Linked DNA regions of Mus musculus: all the other regions are linked to region 4. Evidence: chromatin contacts called from public ChIA-PET, HiChIP or PLAC-seq, Micro-C and promoter capture Hi-C data. All regions are on one chromosome and are shown on one strand. The core of a region is the stretch at or near the end of the contact, and the rest is flanking DNA. Distances in the headings are between cores, read along the strand shown.

Region 1 (2,700 bases), core at 44-2,543, 480 kb after region 4:
GGAAAATGCATGCCGGTATCTGTGTGCCTCACTTCACTCATTGCAGATTTGGGATAGCACTGGTTGATGAGGCTTTCATGTACCTACGACGCCTGAGAACAGAACCTGAGTTCCAGCCTTGGGGTCCAGGCCTCCCTTTGAATCTAGCCGTCCCACTCCCAATATGGGGTACTCCTATGATATGTTGTATATGTCTGGTAGGAACAGGCTGTGAGGGAGCTATCCTGAAGCCTGGGTCCCTGCAGAAGTGAAGATCAGTGGAGGGCAGGGTCAGGGAAGGCGCGTCACAATGCCCGGGTTCACTCAAGGCCGTGCTTTTCCCAGATCCAGCACACTGAGGACATGGAGAATGAAATCGACGAGCTGCTGCAGGAGTTCGAGGAGAAGAGTGGCCGGGCCTTTCTGCATACTGTCTGCTTCTACTGAGCCTCCTGTGCTCGGTGCATGGCCTGCCCTGCACAGCCACCTTTGTTGAAGCCACTTTTTCAGTGTGTTTTCCTTTCAGATATTTGTTTTTACTGCTAGGTGTACATCATCAATGTACTGTACATATGGAATGAGACGTACGCAGAAATGCCAGATTCAAATCCATTGTTTTTAACCAAAAGAAATAAAGATGGTTTACTCTACAGCCTACAGCAAGTGTCTGTTGTTGGCCCTTTTCTCTCCACTGCTGAATTGTACAGAAACCTAAATAAAGCAACAGGCTGTCTTATTAAGGGGAAAAAAAACCTTGGAATTGCCACAAAATAGGTGCTGCTAGAAGTCTTTGGTTTGTCCTGAATTCCTGGCCTGACTCCCTGCTGAGGAAGAGACTACTCGGCCATTGAGTCCAACCCTGTGATAAACCTGAGAGCACCCTTCTGAGAAGTAGGGCCGGACCCTGGTGCCTTAACAGCTCAGGGCCTGTGTGAGCTGATATAACTGAACTCCTGTTGGAACCTTCAGATACAGTGGGGTCTGGACTTGGGGGGCTGGAGGTCAGCTGTCCTCTTCCTGCTTTCCAACACAGGGCAGGGTTGGTTCTTCTGTTGTCAGCTCTGTGGCCAGCACAGGGCTTGGGACTCAATCCCAGCATGACCGGCAGCCACAAGAGGATCATAGACGCTGGCAGCTGTTCCAGCACCCCTTCCTCCTCAGAAATCGCCTAGTCTTTCCCACAACTGCCACGATCTTTATGGCATACTTGGCCCATTCCGCATCGCATCCGTATCGCCTACCCTCCTGCCCTCCTACCTCTGCTCATGTAGTCATTAGTCCCTGGTTCCTCTGACTTTCCAGGCCCCTCCTCTGATGGCACTTTCTTGCTGGAGGAGGCGGGTGCTGACACTTCCTGTCCCTCTCTGGAACCCGGAGAACCAGAAGGAGGGGCCTTACTTGGGGAAGTAGAGCAGAAACGACCACCTGGTCCAGGCCAAGGCCCAGTCCAGCGCGGCACTGGGCAGGGAGACCGGAGCCAAGGCTGATGACATGGGGCACAATGTGGAGCCGAGGCCGGAGGGGAGGGGTCTCGGGCTGCGTCACAGGGACAGGAGTGGAGAACCTCGCCCCTGGATGCTGGCGCGGGGCGGCGAAGTCCCTCCCCGGAGGCGGAGGCAGGAGGAGGAGGGAGGAGATAGTGAAGAAGAAAAGGAGGGAGGGAGAAGCCTGGAGGAGGGAAGAGGGAGGAGGGAGGGGGCCGCCGCGCAGACCGCAGGGAGCCGGGCGCAGGGAGCACCGGAGGGCGGAGCGGAGGGCTGCCAGCAACGGGCGACAGGCGAGCGACCCCACGTCAGCCCCCACATCTCGGCTGCCTGTGCCCGCGCCTGCCCCCGGGGTCCGCGGCGGCCCGGCGCGCGAGCGCTGACCTCTGCGGAGGCGGCGCGGGCTAAGCATCGGGCCGGGGCCGGGAGGGGCACCGGGGCCGGGGGGCGGCGCTCCGGCCCGGCCCGGCCCCGCCCGATGTCCATGAGTGCGAACACCATGATCTTCATGATTCTGGGGGCGTCGATCGTGATGGTGAGCGGAGGGGCTTCCCGCGCGCGCCCCCTGCTTCTGCCGCCCGCCCGCGCGCGCGCCTACCCCACCTCGCTTCCTTGTTTACCGGCCCGTGCGGCCTGCGCTGCCCTCGCTGCGATCTTGCGCTGCCCTCGCCCTGGTTGCCCTGCGTTTCCCCACCCACCCACCCACCCCTGCAGTCTAGTACTCCCCCTTGGCACCCCTTTCGGCCCGGCCCACTCCTCGCCCTGACCGGTCATGGGCTCTTCCAGGCCATCGCGTGCTTGATGGACATGAACGCGCTGCTGGACCGATTCCATAACTACATCCTCCCGCACCTGCGGGGCGAGGACCGCGTCTGCCACTGCAACTGTGGCCGGTGAGTGCGCCCCGGCTCTAGGCACTACACGCGTGATCACACTTGTGCAGCGGGCCCCACTTGGCCGGTGAGCCCGGAGCAGGCTGGGCCGCAGAGCCTGGCTGGATGATGGGGGCCGCTTCTGCCCGCCAGGTGCTGGGGGAGGGGTGGCTAACGGGAACCCTAGGTCAGCCAGCCGCTCCCTGGGAAAGGAAGCATGACTGAGTCTGTTAGGAACTCCTTCCTCCAGTTCCTTTAGAGAAAAGGCTGCCTGGTGGTGGCATTATGGGCCAAGGAGCCTCCTGGTCCAGGGCCCGGAGGCCTGAGAGCAGCATCCTTGAGTAGTGTCCACAGTGGAAGCCAGG
Region 2 (2,700 bases), core at 105-2,604, 510 kb after region 4:
TTAAAAAATTTTTTATGTATTTGAGTTTTTGCCTGCATATAAGTATGTATATGTCTGGTACCCTTAGAAGCCAGAGGAGTCCTTGGATGCCCTGAAACTGGGGTTACAGAAGGTTTTGAGCTGTCATATAGGTGCACAGAATTGAACACAGGTCCACTACAATAGCAACAAGTGCTCTTAGCCTTTCAGCCATCTCTGCAGCCCCCTGCAGGCTCTTAAAAATATTTCAACTAGCTAGGCATAGTGACACACGCCTCAGGAGGCCGTGGCAGGTGGAGCTGTGATTTCTCTGACAGCCTGGTCTACAGGAGTCTCAGCCAGGGCTGCACAGTCTTTATAAAAACAAGAACAAACAAAGCAAAATAATCAAAAAAATCCACCTTACATTACACTTTGGCACAAACTGTCAACATCAAAACAAAAATGTGTCATTTGTTGGGAAAAGTCCTGGCCTTTGGGATCCATCAATGCTAAAATCTGTCTCAGAGAGGATCAACCTTTACGGACACCCTCACCTCACGTTCCACAGTGGAATGCTATCATCCAATAGTAAACACGACATCTACTCTCTCCTTTTTAAGTGAGAGATTGCTATTAACTACCACAACACAGGATCGCCTGACCTGGCTATGACTTTTGGCCTGCACCACGTGGAGGCAGCTAGAAAGCCCAACAGTAAAGTAGGTAAGGCCAACATTGGCACAGGGTCTCTCCTACGACCTACGTGTTGACAGCTACAAGTGCAAGAGGGTGGCAGGATCGGGGTCTCCCCCAATGCAGGACGGCTATGACCAAATGTCCCATAAGCGGCCATTCAGGTCACCTGAAAGGTACGGCTGCGAACGACCACTGTGCTGCTAAGACGTCAAGAGGACCAAAGTCCTAAGGGCAGCAGCTAGTGCCTCCGAGAGAAACCTCCCATTTCCCAGGGCCTCGGCCCGCCAAGCCCAGCCCGCGCACTCACGCGAGTGCTCCAACTCGCGAGCCGCTTTGGCCGCACGTTCCAGGCCCGTCGGGTCGAAGTTGCTCCATTTGTCCTTGGGCGATGGCCGGTCTCCCGCCCCGCGGTCACCGCCGCCCTCCGCCCCGGGTTGAGCGGGCGGCAAGGGCAGCGGAGGCCCTGTGCCTTCGCCCTTGGGGCCCTTGATGCCGAAGAGCCACGACATGGTCTGCAAGCTCCGCGCGCCCTCGGCGGACCGTACCGGAGCGTGACTCGCGAGGCTCCTCGCAGTCACCACGCGCCGCGGGCGCGACTCACTGCGCAGGCGCGAGCCACACCCCTTCCTTCTGGACGACGGAAACCTAGGAGGGTCAAGACGTTCTCAGCCGCCGGATTGGCCGCTGACATAGGGACGCCAGTGGCGTCGGTGGCACGATTTGCCCAGCTTTCTAAGGAGGCGGAACTGGACAGAGCTCCTGGACCAGGCAAATAGGAGCAAAGTTTTCGAGGTGGGTGTGCCTTCATCCTAGAAAACTTTTTTTTTTTTTTTTTTTTTTTTAAGCAAAGGTGCTATTCCTCTGGGGTCGTTCTGTACCTGTCGCTATAGGCATTTATGGAGACGCCCCAGCCACAGAGCCCACAGACGATCAGAGACACTGGACTCACACCACGGAGGGTCAGAACTCTTCTGCTGTGAATCCTACCCAAAGAACAGAAGAGGAAGGGAAAACCTGAAGGTGCTGTGGGTCTCCCGGAGCTAATTTTTTCCGGACTTGAGATGCCTCAGGTCACTGCAACTAAGGGCGAAGTAATCGGGGTGAGACCTCCAGCCGGGAGGACTAGAGAAGGGGTCCCTGGCGCCCCTCGACCGGCCGGGCACCCCTGCTGTGACCCCACGCTTTCTCGGAGCCGGATTCATGTATATCTGTGGCTGCTTTGAGCGTCTCCAGGCCAGCGGCTCCTACAGCCAAGCGTGCATAAGAATAAGAGAGTTACTTAGGTCAGAGACTTGGGCGCCTCTGACAAACAATCCTGCACCATTCTGCTACGATTGCTCAGGCGGTGTTTTGAGCCCGATCCTCTTTGGTGTTTTGGCAACCCACGGCGGCTATTGGCATGCTGCTGCTTTGCAGTACAAGCCAGAAAGCCAAGCCGACTCCCAGAGCCTGCAGAGGGTACATTACACTCAGGAGCTACTTAGAGTGAGGGCTGGTGCTCCAGGCTTGTGCTTGTTAGCCAGTGAGCGCTCCTTGGGAGCCTGCTGAGCCAGGTGCCTGCTCTGGACCTAGGGTTGACCTAACCTTTGGGCAAGTGGAAGGTAGCATGGACAGTGGCAGTTGTCACTAGGAACCCACATTTACCAAAGTCAGCGTCTTGGGTCCAGGCATCTTTCATAAAACCGGTTGAGTTCACAGAATTGTTTGGACTGTTTTTTAACACTGGACAAAAGGCAATTTTAAATGATAAAAAAGGAAGTTGAAGGTATGTTATTAGTCGTATTTATTTTTTATAAAACTTTAATTTTTTAAAATCTTACTATTAATGATAGTTCTTGAGTGCTGTAACCTTCCTTATAGCCCACCACCCATCAGAGATAGTGGAAAAAGGATATGGGGGAGGTAGACCTGTTTAGAAATGGTTCTTTGGAACAACTCCTGTCTATGTTGTCTGAAAATCAACAGTTCATTTCCCAGGTTAACAGCAGCAGCTCCATCCATTCCCATACACTTCACAAACACACTAACAGTCCAGTTCGATAG
Region 3 (2,700 bases), core at 97-2,596, 370 kb after region 4:
GTGATAAGATCGAAGATGTGAGCCACCACCACCTGGCTTGTATAACTCTGTTATGTATGCTACTGAAATCAGACTTAGTTTCCAAGTCACTGATAACTCTGGAGGCAAAGTAAGAGCTGGGATCACAAAGTGTTTCACTCCAATATCCCTCATTTTTTTCATACACTAGTTGTTATATTCTTTCACATCTTACCATTTCACAGTCATAACTAACAGTGGTTTCCTTTTCATTTTGTTTGTTTCTGACCCTAACTCAAGAAATTTAATCATATTGCTATTTTTTGTTTCACGATACAGAGCTGCTTTTGTAGCCTTGGCTGTCCTAGAACTAGCTCTGTAGACCAGGCTGGCCTCAAACTCACAAGAGGTCCGCCTGCTTCTGTCTCCCTAGTGCTGGCATTAAAGGTGTGCTCCACTGATGCATGGCATTGCTTTTTGTTTGTTTGTTTTTTTCCCCAATACCCACAGGATAACCTGACAAAAACAAGCAGCTGGAATTTTCCTTTCTGCTCTCTCTTCCATAAGCCCTGATAGGTTAATAGGTTTTTAGTGGAATCGTAAAAACCTTTAAGACCTTCAGGTGGTTTAAGTACACGTTTGAGAAGTGTCTAGACACTTCAGCATTTAGAATGAAAAGAAAACAAAAAGAATACAGAGATACAGGCCAGAAATAGAGGCTAGGTCTACGTACTAAACTCTATTTCAAAGCAAAACAATAACATAAAGACTCAACCACTATCGTAGGCCAAGCAGAAGAGGTTGTTTTAAGGAGGTTGGCTGAGGAAACTGGATTCGTTTCAATGTTTTCTTGTGCAGGGGACTTCCTCATCATAGGATGTTAACTAGCCTACCTGTGAATTCAGCTTCCTGGGTCCTGGGTAGGTCAGAAAGACAACTTGTTTTTCCATTGGATGGCACGACGCCACTTTGGAGGCGTCTATACGTCAGAGCAATTAGTCTGATGGGTAGAAACAAATGTCTGGCTGCGGAAGGTTGAGTGGCACAAGCAGCTTGTCACGAGTGCAAATGCTGCTCGGCCTGCAGACTACGCTACCGAGTGCCTGGAGGTAGCCCTGCCTGGCAGAGCGAAGGTGCAGCGGGAGGCACGGTTTCCGGTTTCCGCAGACGGCCGAGCGCATCGTCTCGAAACGTCATCTCTCGGAGACACCCCAGGACGTTACCAGACGCTACTTCGCTTTTATCCGCCCAGCCTCGCGTCGTTGGCAGGAGCCAACTCACGATGTAAGGACACTTCCGGTGCGCGCAAGGTACTGTGGGGCGGCCAAAAAAAGTCGAGCGCACACGCGGTTCGTCGTCGTCGTCGTACGTCATCATCACGCTTCCGCGGAGGAAGTGACGACAATCCTGGCGCGCGCCGGGCGCTGTTCCTTCCCAGACTCCAGGACCGGCTGCGGCGGCTGTAGCGGCGCAGGGGTGAGTAGCGGCGCGGGGGTTCGGAGCAGGGTTTACGGCGCCCCTGAAGAATCGCGGCTGGCGACACGCTGCTGCCGCGGAGCAGTCTCGCTCCACACGGAGCTGAGGGCGGTGGAGGCGGCAGGCCTGGCGGCCCCCGGAGCCGGCCCTTGCCTCAGGTTTGCGTGACTGAACCCTCAGAAGTGGGACCCCGCCCCGGAGTCCCGCGCTTGACAGTGCACCTTGATCTTACCTGTCACCCAGGCCTCCCCGCGTCCTGGAGCTTTCTCATACAACCTTTTGACACCTAAGGCAGAGTGTGTTGAGTGCGAGGCACTGAAATGACCTGGATGGTCTTTCATCCTAGAACAGTACCGTTACGTGGATGATGATGGTTGCGTTTTACGGAAAACACTGAGGTAAACTAAGTTACCCAAAACCTTACAGGAATGACAGAAACGACAGTGTATTCAGGCAGAATCCTTCCGACCTACCGGGACTTACTCTGAAACACTAACGATTAGACTTAAGTGTTCGGAAAAGACAGACCGACAGACCGACCGTAGCTTTCTGTGTCCCGAGGTTGCTTGAATTGTTTTTCTTTTTGCAGTGTTTTAACTCAAATGGGTGATGAAAAGGACTCTTGGAAAGTGAAAACGTTAGATGAAATTCTCCAGGAAAAGAAACGAAGGAAAGAACAAGAGGAGAAAGCAGAGATAAAACGCTTAAAAAATGTAAGCTATGTTTTTTAAGTAAGTGGTTTTCTTAAAGAAGATTTAATTTCTTTGCCCTCATTTTTCCATTAGAACAACGCTTCTTCGGTGAAGTTCTTTTGTACTTCCAAATGTCACAGGTGAGCCCAAAATCTATTCTAAAATTAACAAAAACATTCATATACTCAGTTGACGTTGAAGATAGATTAATAACACACTGAAGCTGTATCGAAATGAGAATATCTCGTTACAAAATAAAATATTCTGAACCTAGAATCATTACTGCCACCAGACTAATTTTTCTCATTTCATTATTAGTATATTCATAATACCATTTACCAAGCATTTTTAATAAAGTGGGAACTTTCCTTGCAATTAAAATGAGTGCTTTGTAATTACCTTGCTTTGGATGATGATATATTTAGAGTCCTTAGGTGACTGGATAAGAAACATTGATATAAGTGCTTCTTATTGTCAATATATGTATGATGTATTTCGTGTGTAAAAATCCAACTAAAGTCTTAGTTTTGGCTCAGAAAAACTAACGTTCATATAGTCTTATGACCCTTATCAT
Region 4 (2,700 bases), core at 84-2,583:
TCCCAAAAGCTTCAGGCGAGGGGAACCTCCTGTTTCTGCCTCTCCTCTCACAGCACACCTGGAGTCCAGACTTGCGCTGTCCTGCATGGTTTCATGTCAATTCTGAGAACTGACCTCAGGCCCTTATGCTTGCATAGACACTTTGCCTACTGAGTCACCTCCCTAGCCCAAATTCAACTTTTTGTTTTGTTTTGTTTGAGACAGGATCTTTCTTCATAGCCCTGCTTTCCTGGAACTCACTCCATAAACCAAACTCATAGAGATCCTCCTGTCTCTGCCTCCTGGGTACTGGGATGAAAGGTCTGTGCCAGTGTTCTTGCAAAGGATTCAGGTTCATTTCCTAGCACCCACATGGTAGCTCACAACTGTCTGTAACCACAGTTCTAGGCGGTCCAAGACCTTTTTCCAATCTCTGTGGGCACCAGACACATACGGCACAAATACATGCGCTCTCCGAGATTAAACTTGCTCTTCCTCTTCAAGTCTGCAGAGACAGAAGACAACCTTAGTGCAGAAACCATCCCCAGACCCTGGTCTAGACACAACTTCCAGGATGTGGAACCTGGAAGTACACACGGTGTGTGTGTGTGTGTGTGTGTGTGTGTGTGTGTGTGTGTGTGTGATCTCACCTAAGGATGGGGTGCAAAGCTCTGACTGGAGGAAGACCCAGGAAAAGGGTCTGCGAGTCAGATGGTTGCAGGACAGGCGTTTGGAACGGCCCTGACCCCTGGGGGCTGTGAAGTAGAAAGCTACTAGCGAATCCCAATGCGTACATCAAAGTGCCTGGACTTTTGCTGCCACCAAGTGATGGGCTGCAGGATTGCAGGACGGGATATTGGTTAGGTAGGAAGCCCGGGTTTTTCACTCTGAGCCTTCGTCCCCTGGGCTTTGCGGTTTGATTGCTCTTCTCTTTGGTAGAAAAACCCAGTTCCTCCTTTAAGAAGAAGATGCTGGCAAAACTGGGCCTGAGAATTTGGTCCTATCCATGGGGCCTTCCTGAAAAAGACTACAGAACTGGAAACTGAGGCAGGGCATTGTCTGGGAGGTGCCACCGGCAGGGCAAGCCTGACAGCTCTCTGCACGTGTTGACGGAAGGGAGCCCAGGCTCTGCACAGGCTCGAGTGGCCCAATCTCGCACCCCTGCAAACTGGAGGGCAGCTCCGCCCTGTCCCGCCTCTCCCTCAAGGCGGCAGCCTCGTGTTCCCAACGGTTGGGATCTCGGCGCCTTAGATTTCCAGCGCCACAAAGGGGAGCTGGCACTTGGCAGAGCGGAGAGTGGGGGGGGTCTGGAAGCCGCCGGAGCGGATCCCGGTCGGAGGGCGGGCCGGGCTGTAAGTCTCACTTCCGCCGGACGCTGTTTGGAGAAGGATGGAGGAGGAGCGGAGACTGCGGGGGAGGCTGAGCCGTCGGAGGCCGCCCGCGGGGGGCGGGTGAGGCGGGACAGAGCGGAAGGGTGGGGTCCTGGGGGCTTTGGAAGGCGCTGAGACACCGGGAAGGCGATGGGGACGCCTCGATGTTCCCGCCTAGCTGCGGGGTTCCTCGCACGCGTGCATCTCGCTACCAGCCGCGCTCCGCCTCTCTCGGGGCGCGGTCGCTTCTTCCGCCCCAACGCTGCTGTTCCCCACCACCACCTCCGCCACCCCTCTTCACGTCGCCCATTTATCCACTTCTTTCTCAGCCCCAGGCTCCGTTTCCCCCAAGAGTCCATTTACCCTTCTAAGTGAGGTTCCTTCCCGGTCTCTTACTATGGACTCCCTCCTCCATTACCCCATTGTGGACCTGCTCCCTAGCCCTGGTACCCCTCACTGTAGAATCAACTCTTCACGATATCTCTACCATGGATGCCCCGGCTGACTCTTCCTGTGCTTCCCAGGCCCCCTAACTGCCGCCCTTGGTTTCTCTCGGAGGGAAGTAAGAGTGAGCCCTGGGCTGCTCTGTTGCGCAGCACCGTGAGCGGGACCGCGGATTGGACCCCGAACCGTCAGCCATTACCACCGCTGCCTGCTTTTCCCAGCCAGGTGTGTCCAAAAGCACTAAAGAAGGATGACCTGGGAGAGAGTTCTCAGGCCCTGGGGGAGGTCATGGTGTTGGTGGCTGTGACCTTATGGGGACTTACTTTTCAGGAGTCTCTACCTGACCCAGAGTCCACTGTGCCTCCTGAGGCCTTCACTGTGGGATCCAAGACTTTCTCCTGGACGCCTTTGCCACCTGCCCTTCGTGGCTCTGGAAGCTCCCGCCACCTGTTCTGTGAACCTGAAGGCTCCCTGGGGTCACCTACTCCATCCCTGAAAGGATGCCCTGCACTAAATTCTGGTCGAACTCCCAGCGCCCAGGAGTGTGTGCCTGTGCAGAGTCCACTTGCGTTGCTGAGTTGCCCGTTGTGCCAGAAGGCGTTTGACCCGAAGTGAGTGTCCTATCACTTAAGACTTAGCAGGGTGTAAGGTCCACCGACTTAGGAGGCTAAGAGAGTGCCTGGATGTGGCTCTGGCCTTTTGTTTATAGAACTAAAATTTAAATTATAAATATTTACATATATGTGTGCATGGCACATATGCATGTGGAGGTCAGAAGACAACTTCTTGAAATCTGTTCTTAGCTTCCACCATGCGAGTCCTAGGGATTGAACTCAGACCCTCAGACTTGGCAGCAGGAACCTTTATTTGCTGAGCCTTTTTGCTAGTCCTGGTTAATCAAGCGCAA
Region 5 (2,700 bases), core at 1-2,500, 420 kb after region 4:
GAGGATTCAGGACTCGAGTATATCTCCCTATACCTCTGGTGGTGTCGGAGATACTGTTGAATTGAAAAATGTCTAACAAAACTGGTTCATCAGAGGCCCCTACTAGGCAGGTGGATGTCCTAGATGCTAGTAGAATCAAACAAGAATGTCAACTGAAGACACAGAGGCCAGGAAACCAGATCTACCCTGCACCAAGACATCTGCTGGGGGACATCATTAAGGTTCAGGGGTATCATGGCTACTAATCTCTGGGGAACTCTAGGTACACTGTAGCTTGGGGTTCACCACCCTGCCTAGGGCTGACCTTGGGTGGGATAATGACATTCAGATACTTGTTGCATCAGAAGCAACAGGCCACAGTGGAATATATAGCCAGGAGACATTCTATAAGCAGCCAATCTTGCTCTGTCCCCAAGCCCACTAGCTCCTTAAGAGCCTTCCTGGCATCTCTGCTTTTCTTATTGGTTCTGAACCCAAAGGAGGCAGAAAGGACGATTTCTCACTGCCCAGTCCACTCAAGCACATTTAAACAGAAACACAAACCCTGACACATCAGACGGCATCCTCAAGAGAAACAAACCAAACCCGAACTGTCAAGCGCTCACCTGTCTGGAGGTCCAGTGTCCCCCACCCGCCTTGAGAATCGGGCAGGAGCCCTGATGCTTGGAGACTTGGGACTGGCCTCCGCCGTGCTGACCTTCCTCTCTGAAAGCCCCAGGAGATCCAAACCTATGGCCAGGGGTGCTGAGACGCAGTTAACATCTGAGAAGGGACAGAGGCCGCTGGTCGCCTTAAAAAGCTCCCATGGGTCTGGTGGCTGGGACACGCTGCATCACCCCCACGCACCGAGAACGCGCAACGGGCACGAGCTGGGTCCAGGGGGAGAAGCACCAAAAGCCCGTCGCGCTGAAGGGCCGAGGTCAGCCAACAAAACCGCAGCCCCGTCAGGACGATCAGGACCCCTAGGCCCCGTGCCACCGCCCCCGTCGCTGGGAGGACGCCCGGCCCGGCCCCCCACTTGCCAAGAGTTTCCGCGCTCGTTCGGCCCAGGAATACCCGCCCCTGAGCAGCGCAGAGGCTGACAGTGGAGCCTCGGCTCGCCACCGAGACGCCAGCTGCAGCCCGCCGTCCTCCGCCCCCTAACAGTGTTTAGCAAGGCCGCCTCTCTTGCGCTAGCCCACCAGGGAGCCCCACCACGGCTCCCCGACTACAGTCGCGGGGCGCCGCACAGATTGCCGGGAGCTGTAGTTTGCAGAGCCAGCCCGGGGGCGGGACAGACGACTCCCAGGAGGCTCTGCGCGTGACGCACTATGCTTAGGGTCAGGGGGCGGGGCTTATAGCTACCAAGGCACCCCGAGCATGACGTACACGTCTGGTCTGGTAGCAAAGGGACCGACGGACGCGTTATGCATGGTCAGCGGGAGCTCTGTTTCTCTAAAGAAGAAACTGGAAATGCCTGCGTCTCGGCATTCTTGGAACAGAGAGGGAGCGTTGAAAGGGGATGGGCGCAAAGTCGCACCCGGAAGTGCGTGTGGGCGGAGCCAGCCCTGCACAGGTCTCCTGCGCAGTACTAGTTCCCAGGACGCTCTCTGTTGCCTTGGAGACAGAAGTTTCGGGTGACGTCTTGCCTGAAATGGGTGGGGTTTCCAGAGATGTAGCGAAAACGCATCCAAAGTAATTCTTTTGGCTTTTTTTTTTCTTTTTGAAATAAGGTTTCACTATGTAGCAACGTGTAGCAACATATTGCAACATAGCCTGGGCCTCACTATGTTGATCCTGCTGACCCCGAGCTCATGGAGCCCCACCTGCTTCTGCCTCGAGAGTGCTGGAAATTAAAGCATGCACTACCACACCCTGCACGACTTAATTTATTTTATAATCAGAGTTGCGCCCATCTTTTTTCTTTTGTTTTCCTATCCTCTATCTGGAGCGGGGTGGGAATCAACTCAGACCTACTGAGCAACCCCCTACCCAGCTACTGATTTTAGTCCTACAGGCATAAAGTTAACAAGCAGTCATCCTGGCCTTTGTGTTTATAAACAGTATACTGCCTTGATTTACATGTATTAGACAGTTCTATGAAGTTCCTCAGACCACAACAACATAGTTCTCCAGCAACTCTCCCCACAAGCTTTGCCCCCATGTGCAAGTTACCTCCATATGTATTGTAACTGTCCCCTCACCAGCTTGCTGTCTAGGTGTATTCCACTGCTGCACACTACCACATATGAACCCAGTCTATTCCGGCACAATCGTAATTGTTCTTTGTTCTTTTCTTTACATTTATTTATTTTTGTTGAGGGAGGGGACACCAGTGCCATAAGCTGTAACCTCCCCCAGCCTGAAACAAGCTGATCCAGACCTTGACCTTGAGGCCACTAGGGAGATTACCTGGGGTGGAGCCTTCCTGCCTAGATGGCTCTATTGTTCTGCCACCTGCCACTGCTCCTCCAAGACACTGCTACCTGCTGAGAGGCCGCTGAGATATACCTGAAGAACACCCTATCCTGCAAGTCGCCTACAGGCTGGCTCCAGACACCAGAAATGGACTGGCAGGGGATGGGCCTTCCCTGTTATGAGCACACTCTCTTAGTAAACTGGCGGGCCTTGAACAGAATCATGTCTTGGTCTCCATTAATTTCTCTCGAAGTCTAGTCTCTTTCAGCCCCAGCCTGCCTCCCAGGTGTAGGCCCAAGTGGG
Region 6 (2,700 bases), core at 186-2,685, 450 kb after region 4:
ACATAAAATAAATAAATCTTTAAAGAAACAAAACCACCCAGCACATAGGCCTCAACAGCTAGTGTTCTCACACAAAATAAATCTTCAAAACAAACCAAACAAAGAAAAAGCCCAGCACATAGGCCTCAACACCTGACTAAATAGAAACATAGTCCATAAGTCCCCAAGTAAAAACTTCCTCAATGTTCTAATCTTGCTTTTTGACTTCCACAGTTCTGCTTCTCGCTAACTGAAGCATGCCAATCAAGATGGTCTTTGTACATAAAGTCAAAGAGCTGCAAGGCTCAAGGTTACATGATTTGGGCAAGTTCTCTGTGCAGCTAGCAGGCAAAAATAAAGACTTTCCTTTTGGCTTTCAGAGTGTCCACGTGATGGTCTCTGTGGGCTTACTCGCAACAGGTTCTCAATACTCTCCTCCTCATTAACACAAGGAACAATGATGGCAGACTTCAATAGCAATGAGGAGGTTCATAGTGGGAAATTTAGTTTCAAAATAGGACTGGAGAGATGGCTCAGTAGTTAAGAGCACGGACTGCTTTCCCAAAGGTCCTGAGTTTAATTCCCAGCAACCAAATGGTGACTCACGATCATCTGTAATGGAATCCCATGCCGTCTTCTGGTGTGACTGAAGACAGCCATAGTGTACTCATATATATAAATAAACTTTAAAAGAAAAAAAGGTTGCATGGAGGCTAGAAGATTCTAGGCCTAGGCAAACAGGTAGAGGTAGTCTTTGAGACAATTACTATAAGCGAATAAAATATACTTTTATAAAGGAGGGAGAAGGGATGAAAAAGAAAAGAGGAAGATACAGGAATAATAGGAATAAAGGGTAGATTACTGAATCTACGGCTTTTTTTTTGAGACAGGGTTTCTCTGTGTAGCCCTGGCTGTCCTGGAACTCACTCTGTAGACCAGGCTGTCCTCGAACTCAGAAATTTGCCTGTCTCTGCCTCCCAAGTGCTGGGATTAAAGGCGTGCGCCACCACCGCCCGGCAAAACACAGCTTTTGTTATACTTACTACACATTATCTACCTTCTTGTCCCTGACAATCTCATACTGCTCCAACTTTAAAGGAGTTCTCAGAATCTCCAAACAACTTATCTAATCCCCTTCACTTCTTGACCATTCCATTCGAGCTAGAGGGGACAGGTCACCAGGCAGGTAGGCCGGCTGTAAGTCGACCTGATTACCGAGTTCTAGGATTAAAGAAAAGTGTGAGGCACCACGCCCAGCAGCAACTCTATTTCTCTCTCCCCCTCTCACTTGAGATCGAGCTCTCAATAGGCAACCTAAACTGGCTTCCAACAGAGAAGCGATTTTTCCTGCCAGTTTTCCGATTGGCCGAACTTGAAGAGCCCGCTACCTCACCCATATTTTTCATATCGTTTACATGTTAAGCTGCAACGGGCTCACAGAGGAAGTGACGTGCTTCTAGAAGTCCAGTGACTCTGAGGAAGGTACTCGTGATAGAGATAGGGCACAAACCAAGTGCTGGAGCCCAGTGCATCTATGAAATTGGCAGAGTGACCACCTGGAGGAAACCGGAATGAAAAACGTCCCAACCACACCAAGAGAAGCCGCGGAAAGGACTTGAGACTCCCCGGACCCGCCCCAACGCCCGTCCCACTGAAGTTTTCAGTATTGCGCAAGCGCCGCGCCTAGCGCGTCATCCGAGGCGACGGTACATTAGGACGCAGGCGCGGCTCACACCGCTCCAGTTGCCGGCGCAGGTCCTGTGACGTCACGCGCCGGCGAAGGTGGTCCACGACCGCCGGCCTCGGCTGCTCTCAGGCTGATTCGGCGTCGGCCGGTCGCCCTCCCGCGCCGGCTGCAGTACGAGCCCAGGAGAGCACCGTCGGCCTCCCCACGCGTTGCGTTGCGTTGCGTTGCGTTCACTTCCGTGTCGCAGATTTCCGGTTACCGCCATCTTCCTCGCGCGGAAGCCGGCTTCTAGGTGGGAGCTCCGTAGCGAGAGCAGTGGGTAGTTCGGTCGGTGCCATGCCGTCATCGCCGCTGCGGGTGGCGGTGGTGTGCTCGAGTAACCAGAATCGGAGCATGGAAGCACACAACATCCTCAGGTAGTGCAAGCTCCACCTGCCCTCCGCCCCTCCCTCCTCTTTCCCACAGATTCTTGTCCAGACCCCGACCCTGTACTGACTGGGCCGCGGAGGTCGGGCCACGCCCGGCTTCCACGCTCAGCGAGCCCTCAGTGGGGTCCGTGCGCGCGACACCCTCGGTAGTGTAGGCATCCCCGTAAACCCTAGAGGTGGCCACACGACAGCTGGGGCCCTCTGGGTGCTGGACGACCGGGCAGTATCACGGGGTAGGCCAAGGTCTTTCCGTGCTGCGAAGGGTGCCTGGTGTTTATCTTTCCCGTATATGTGTCGTCCGGCCACCTTGGAAAGCTCTCCACACGTCACATCAAGATGGAACGAGTCTGGAAGCAACAACAGTGATCTGAGGTGTTAACGTCAGGGACTGTTTATTGCTGTCTTCGTTTGCAAGTCTCATGCACCAGCCACCACCCCTCTCAGCCCCATAACTTTAGTCAGTAATTTCTGGAGCACACGAATTCATTTGGTTCAGTGGGACCTCCTCATATTTCTTCACGAATTCACCAGTTTCTAGTAGGGCATTCATCTTTGATAGTATTTTATCTTAAAAAAAAAAATCTCTTGACAAAATGAGAAACTGAT
Region 7 (2,700 bases), core at 73-2,572, 350 kb before region 4:
GCCCCCAGGTTGAATACAGCTAGCCTTGGGGGCCCTGGAGAGGTGGTGTGGAGTGTGGGGAATGAGCTCCAAGCTGGGTGTGCCCAGGGATCTCGCTTAGCCGGCACTGCCTATCATGACAGGCAGTCTGTGGCAACAGAGGACTGCAATGAGCCATGGCTAAGGCACTGGGCTCCAAGGTCCCTCCTGTTTATGAAATAGCAGACTTCTGAGGACAGGCCTGCCTTGGACCAACACCCATTAGAAGACTCAAAGAAGGGCTGGCTGAAGCACCAGTGTCAGTTTCCATGAGACAAACTGGAGAGCAGAGCAGATGGCAGTAGCAAGAAGGTACATAAGAGAGCGGTGGCCACTCTGTCCTCCTGTTGTCCCTGGTTAGACTCATGCCCACAAACAGTCACACTTACCGCTTGAAGCCCAGCTCCTTATAGATTTGCTTGCTCTCATCAAGGTAGAGTTCTAGAAAGGAAAGCCACAGCTATGTGCCCCAGGCTTCCTACAGTCTGTCCCCTCCACTTACTGTATCCAGCTCCACCCACCCAAGCCATGAGTAGCAAGGCAGGATTGAATGTCACCACTGCTTAAACGGGAAGGGCAAGAGTCACTGGGACTTTGCCACTAGGTCTGGGCACCAGCCAGGGCACAGGCTGAAGGCAGGGCAGGGAAGAGCTGCATATGCTGACACATGAATATGTTCTTGTTGGGCCTAGAAAGGGAGAGGTCAGCCCAGGCTCTGAGTCCGGGAAGAGTCGCACCTCCTGAGAAGTAACCACCATCCAGAAACTCCTGCAGGCCCAGGGCCTCAGGCCCCACGCCCACCAGGCGCACATCGTGTTGGTCCAGGATGCTCCGGAGGTTGCTGAGGTCCTGGGCGATCCAGCGGCACACCATGCAGCCGAAGCGTCGCAGACCGGCCACCACACAAGCTTTCTCCTGCCATAGGCTCCGCAGCTCCACAGCCTACAGAATGGATCGGTCAGGGGACATGGGCTCACCAACCCCCTATGCCCGGCAGCCTCACATGTCCCGCAGCGTGCTGCTCCAAGATTCGCAGCTGACTGGTCCTCCTGATGGTTCCTCTGTGGACCATGAGCTGTACCCACGCCCAGTACGCGAACTCATAGGACCCCTCAGGACCTCCACTCCAACCCATGTGAGTTGCCAAGGCTCTGGGCCAGGTATTAGGGGAGGCGTTCTCCGCCCTGCGCGAGCCAAATCTCACCTCCCCAGTCACTGCATGTTTCAAGACACACGCTCCTACGCGACCAAGGTCCACCACATTCATGGCCTCCTCCGTCCCTTTCTGCTCCACGGTCCCTTCTCGCAGCCTGGGGAGGCTCACTCTGTCCTGCGCAGCCTCTTCAGCCAGCCTATGCCCCGCCCATAATCCCGCCCCAGTCCTGGTGGGCACCACCTCCAGGGGGTTCAGGTCACATGACTGTGCGCTTGTCTCGCCCCAGGCTCCGCCCCTGATATTAGTATACAGGCACACCCTCTCTCCAAAGAGACAATCACTGCAGATCTCTTTGCCTAAGCCTAGGTTGTTCTCATATGTATAAGCTTATTAGCCAATGGCGTAGCAGGTAAAGCTCAATGGACAGTCTGCAAGCGGTGCGCCTGCGCAGAATGCGTTTGCGTGGCTCTCTAGCGTTTGCGTAGCTCTCCACTAGCATCAGGTGGTCCCTAGTAGTGCAGCAGGGTGGTAGAATTAGAGCCAAAAAGTTGAAACGGGGAATCGAACTCACAAATCACTAGTGTGAGGAACAGTAGGGCAGCCGGCACTTACAGTAGTGAAAGGACCAGCCTTTCCAAGTCTAAGTTCCTGCTTTGCATTTTCGCGAAATCCTATTAACTTCCATCGTAAAGTACCATTTCCTGCTGTGTGGATGTCAGTTTTTAAACTACGGGCTCTCATGTACAACAATCCAAAGGAGATAAACAGGAGCTCGCAGTGGTGTGTCCCTAGGAAGAGTAGAAGGCTCAGGAATCCACGTGTTCTGTCCTTTCCTCACTAAGTAAGCCCTGTGATGCTTTCTAGGGCCATGTTCAAGCATCTGACAGATGTAGAGGCTAGGAAAGGAAGAGAGCCACCACAAGATACCTAGCTGAGGCTGAACAGCCAGGCAGGAAGTTAGGAACCATACATATCACTGTGTCAAAAGGAGAAGCTAGAGAGATGGCTCAGTGGTTAAGAGCACTAGCTGCTCTTGCAGAGGGCCCACGGTTTGGTTCCCAGCATCCCTACAGCGACTCACAATCCTCTGCAAGTCCAGCTTGAGGGCATCTGATGCTCCCTTACGGTCTCTTCAGGCACCAGGCACTCACATTGGGCCCAAACCTATGCAAGCAAGAGTAGGCTGGGGAGGTGACTCGGTAAAATGACAGAGACCTGTAATCCCATGTCCTGGGGGAAGCAAAGGCATGAGAATCAGCAATAGACCTTGTCTCAAGAAATACGATTGAGAGGCACTGAGTAAAACACTCAACCGCTGGACTCCCCGGGCACACACAAGTGCACACAGGTGTGCAAAGGTACATTTTAAAAAAGGAAAGAAAATAAAGTTGCAGAATCAGGAGGAGCTGGTCCTGTAGAGCAACTGGTCCTGGAAGCACCACCAGAAGAAATCCAGAGATGGGGCTTCCTCTGCTTCCTGTTAAGTGTTGAGGGGTACAATGCGAGGGTCCCAGGAGCATGGGAAG

What was found. Promoter capture Hi-C pulls out the DNA fragments that hold promoters and counts their contacts. Hi-C and Micro-C count contacts between places; a contact is called where the count stands out from the background. ChIA-PET counts read pairs in DNA pulled down with a chosen protein or histone mark. HiChIP or PLAC-seq counts read pairs in DNA pulled down with a chosen protein or histone mark. Capture Hi-C pulls out chosen DNA fragments and counts their contacts.
Region 1: an H3K27ac HiChIP or PLAC-seq map of large pre-B cells shows a contact between it and region 4, with 3 times the contacts expected there. The contact joins the promoter of 1500002C15Rik here to the promoter of Faap20 in region 4. A contact is called at or near these places in 2 of 39 promoter capture datasets (the C10 cell line and liver) and 1 of 115 datasets of contacts at active chromatin or transcription factors (large pre-B cells).
Region 2: a contact with region 4 is called in a Micro-C map of embryonic stem cells, with 1.7 times the contacts expected there. The contact joins the promoter of Atad3aos here to the promoter of Faap20 in region 4. A contact is called at or near these places in 1 of 15 datasets of contacts at CTCF or cohesin (embryonic stem cells), 1 of 484 Hi-C or Micro-C datasets (embryonic stem cells) and 1 of 115 datasets of contacts at active chromatin or transcription factors (embryonic stem cells).
Region 3: a contact with region 4 is called in an RNA polymerase II ChIA-PET map of memory CD8 T cells, with 6 read pairs. The contact joins the promoter of Cdk11b here to the promoter of Faap20 in region 4. A contact is called at or near these places in 1 of 39 promoter capture datasets (liver), 3 of 115 datasets of contacts at active chromatin or transcription factors (bone marrow-derived macrophages, memory CD8 T cells and microglia) and 1 of 9 other capture datasets (adipose tissue).
Region 5: a contact with region 4 is called in a promoter capture Hi-C map of adipose tissue. The contact joins the promoter of Mib2 here to the promoter of Faap20 in region 4. A contact is called at or near these places in 3 of 39 promoter capture datasets (the HPC-7 cell line, liver and pre-B cells) and 1 of 9 other capture datasets (adipose tissue).
Region 6: a contact with region 4 is called in a Micro-C map of embryonic stem cells, with 2.1 times the contacts expected there. The contact joins the promoter of Ssu72 here to the promoter of Faap20 in region 4. A contact is called at or near these places in 2 of 39 promoter capture datasets (liver and neural stem cells) and 2 of 484 Hi-C or Micro-C datasets (the G1E-ER4 cell line and embryonic stem cells).
Region 7: a promoter capture Hi-C map of pre-B cells shows a contact between it and region 4. The contact joins the promoter of Prxl2b here to the promoter of Faap20 in region 4. A contact is called at or near these places in 17 of 39 promoter capture datasets (the 3T3-L1 cell line, the C10 cell line, the HPC-7 cell line and 11 more), 3 of 15 datasets of contacts at CTCF or cohesin (embryonic stem cells, large pre-B cells and stem cell-derived epiblast-like cells), 29 of 484 Hi-C or Micro-C datasets (B cells, the Ba/F3 cell line, CD8 T cells and 13 more), 17 of 115 datasets of contacts at active chromatin or transcription factors (bone marrow-derived macrophages, embryonic basal ganglia, embryonic forebrain and 7 more) and 3 of 9 other capture datasets (adipose tissue, embryonic stem cells and liver).

Annotation. Positions count from the first base shown.
Region 1 is chr4:155,733,149-155,735,848 of GRCm38.p6, forward strand. 1500002C15Rik (a long non-coding RNA gene) reads right to left here and starts at 1,294. Exons shown (of 2, transcript XR_001784583.2): 1 at 1,237-1,294. It overlaps Ssu72 (Ssu72 RNA polymerase II CTD phosphatase homolog (yeast)), which reads left to right. Exons shown (of 5, transcript NM_026899.3): 5 at 325-731. The coding sequence ends at 426. Tmem240 (transmembrane protein 240) reads left to right here and starts at 1,656. Exons shown (of 4, transcript NM_001101506.1): 1 at 1,656-1,998; 2 at 2,250-2,356. The coding sequence starts at 1,942.
Region 2 is chr4:155,759,838-155,762,537 of GRCm38.p6, forward strand. It overlaps Atad3aos (ATPase family, AAA domain containing 3A, opposite strand), which reads left to right and starts at 1,355. Exons shown (of 3, transcript NR_027972.1): 1 at 1,355-1,449; 2 at 1,548-1,940. Atad3a (ATPase family, AAA domain containing 3A) reads right to left here and starts at 1,261. Exons shown (of 16, transcript NM_179203.3): 1 at 965-1,261. The coding sequence starts at 1,166.
Region 3 is chr4:155,623,508-155,626,207 of GRCm38.p6, forward strand. It overlaps Cdk11b (cyclin-dependent kinase 11B), which reads left to right and starts at 1,347. Exons shown (of 20, transcript NM_007661.4): 1 at 1,347-1,434; 2 at 2,024-2,147. The coding sequence starts at 2,037. Gm16023 (predicted gene 16023) reads right to left here and starts at 1,248. Exons shown (of 3, transcript NR_040441.1): 1 at 852-1,248.
Region 4 is chr4:155,248,633-155,251,332 of GRCm38.p6, forward strand. Faap20 (Fanconi anemia core complex associated protein 20) reads left to right here and starts at 1,334. Exons shown (of 4, transcript NM_001190445.1): 1 at 1,334-1,430; 2 at 1,874-2,018; 3 at 2,124-2,404. The coding sequence starts at 1,369.
Region 5 is chr4:155,667,969-155,670,668 of GRCm38.p6, forward strand. It overlaps Mib2 (mindbomb E3 ubiquitin protein ligase 2), which reads right to left and starts at 1,251. Exons shown (of 20, transcript NM_001369164.1): 1 at 606-1,251.
Region 6 is chr4:155,703,380-155,706,079 of GRCm38.p6, forward strand. Ssu72 (Ssu72 RNA polymerase II CTD phosphatase homolog (yeast)) reads left to right here and starts at 1,436. Exons shown (of 5, transcript NM_026899.3): 1 at 1,436-2,082. The coding sequence starts at 2,003.
Region 7 is chr4:154,897,721-154,900,420 of GRCm38.p6, forward strand. Prxl2b (peroxiredoxin like 2B) reads right to left here and starts at 1,323. Exons shown (of 7, transcript NM_025582.3): 1 at 1,223-1,323; 2 at 756-960; 3 at 408-459. The coding sequence starts at 1,285. It overlaps Gm52690 (a long non-coding RNA gene), which reads left to right. Exons shown (of 2, transcript XR_003955190.1): 1 at 1-330; 2 at 711-2,700.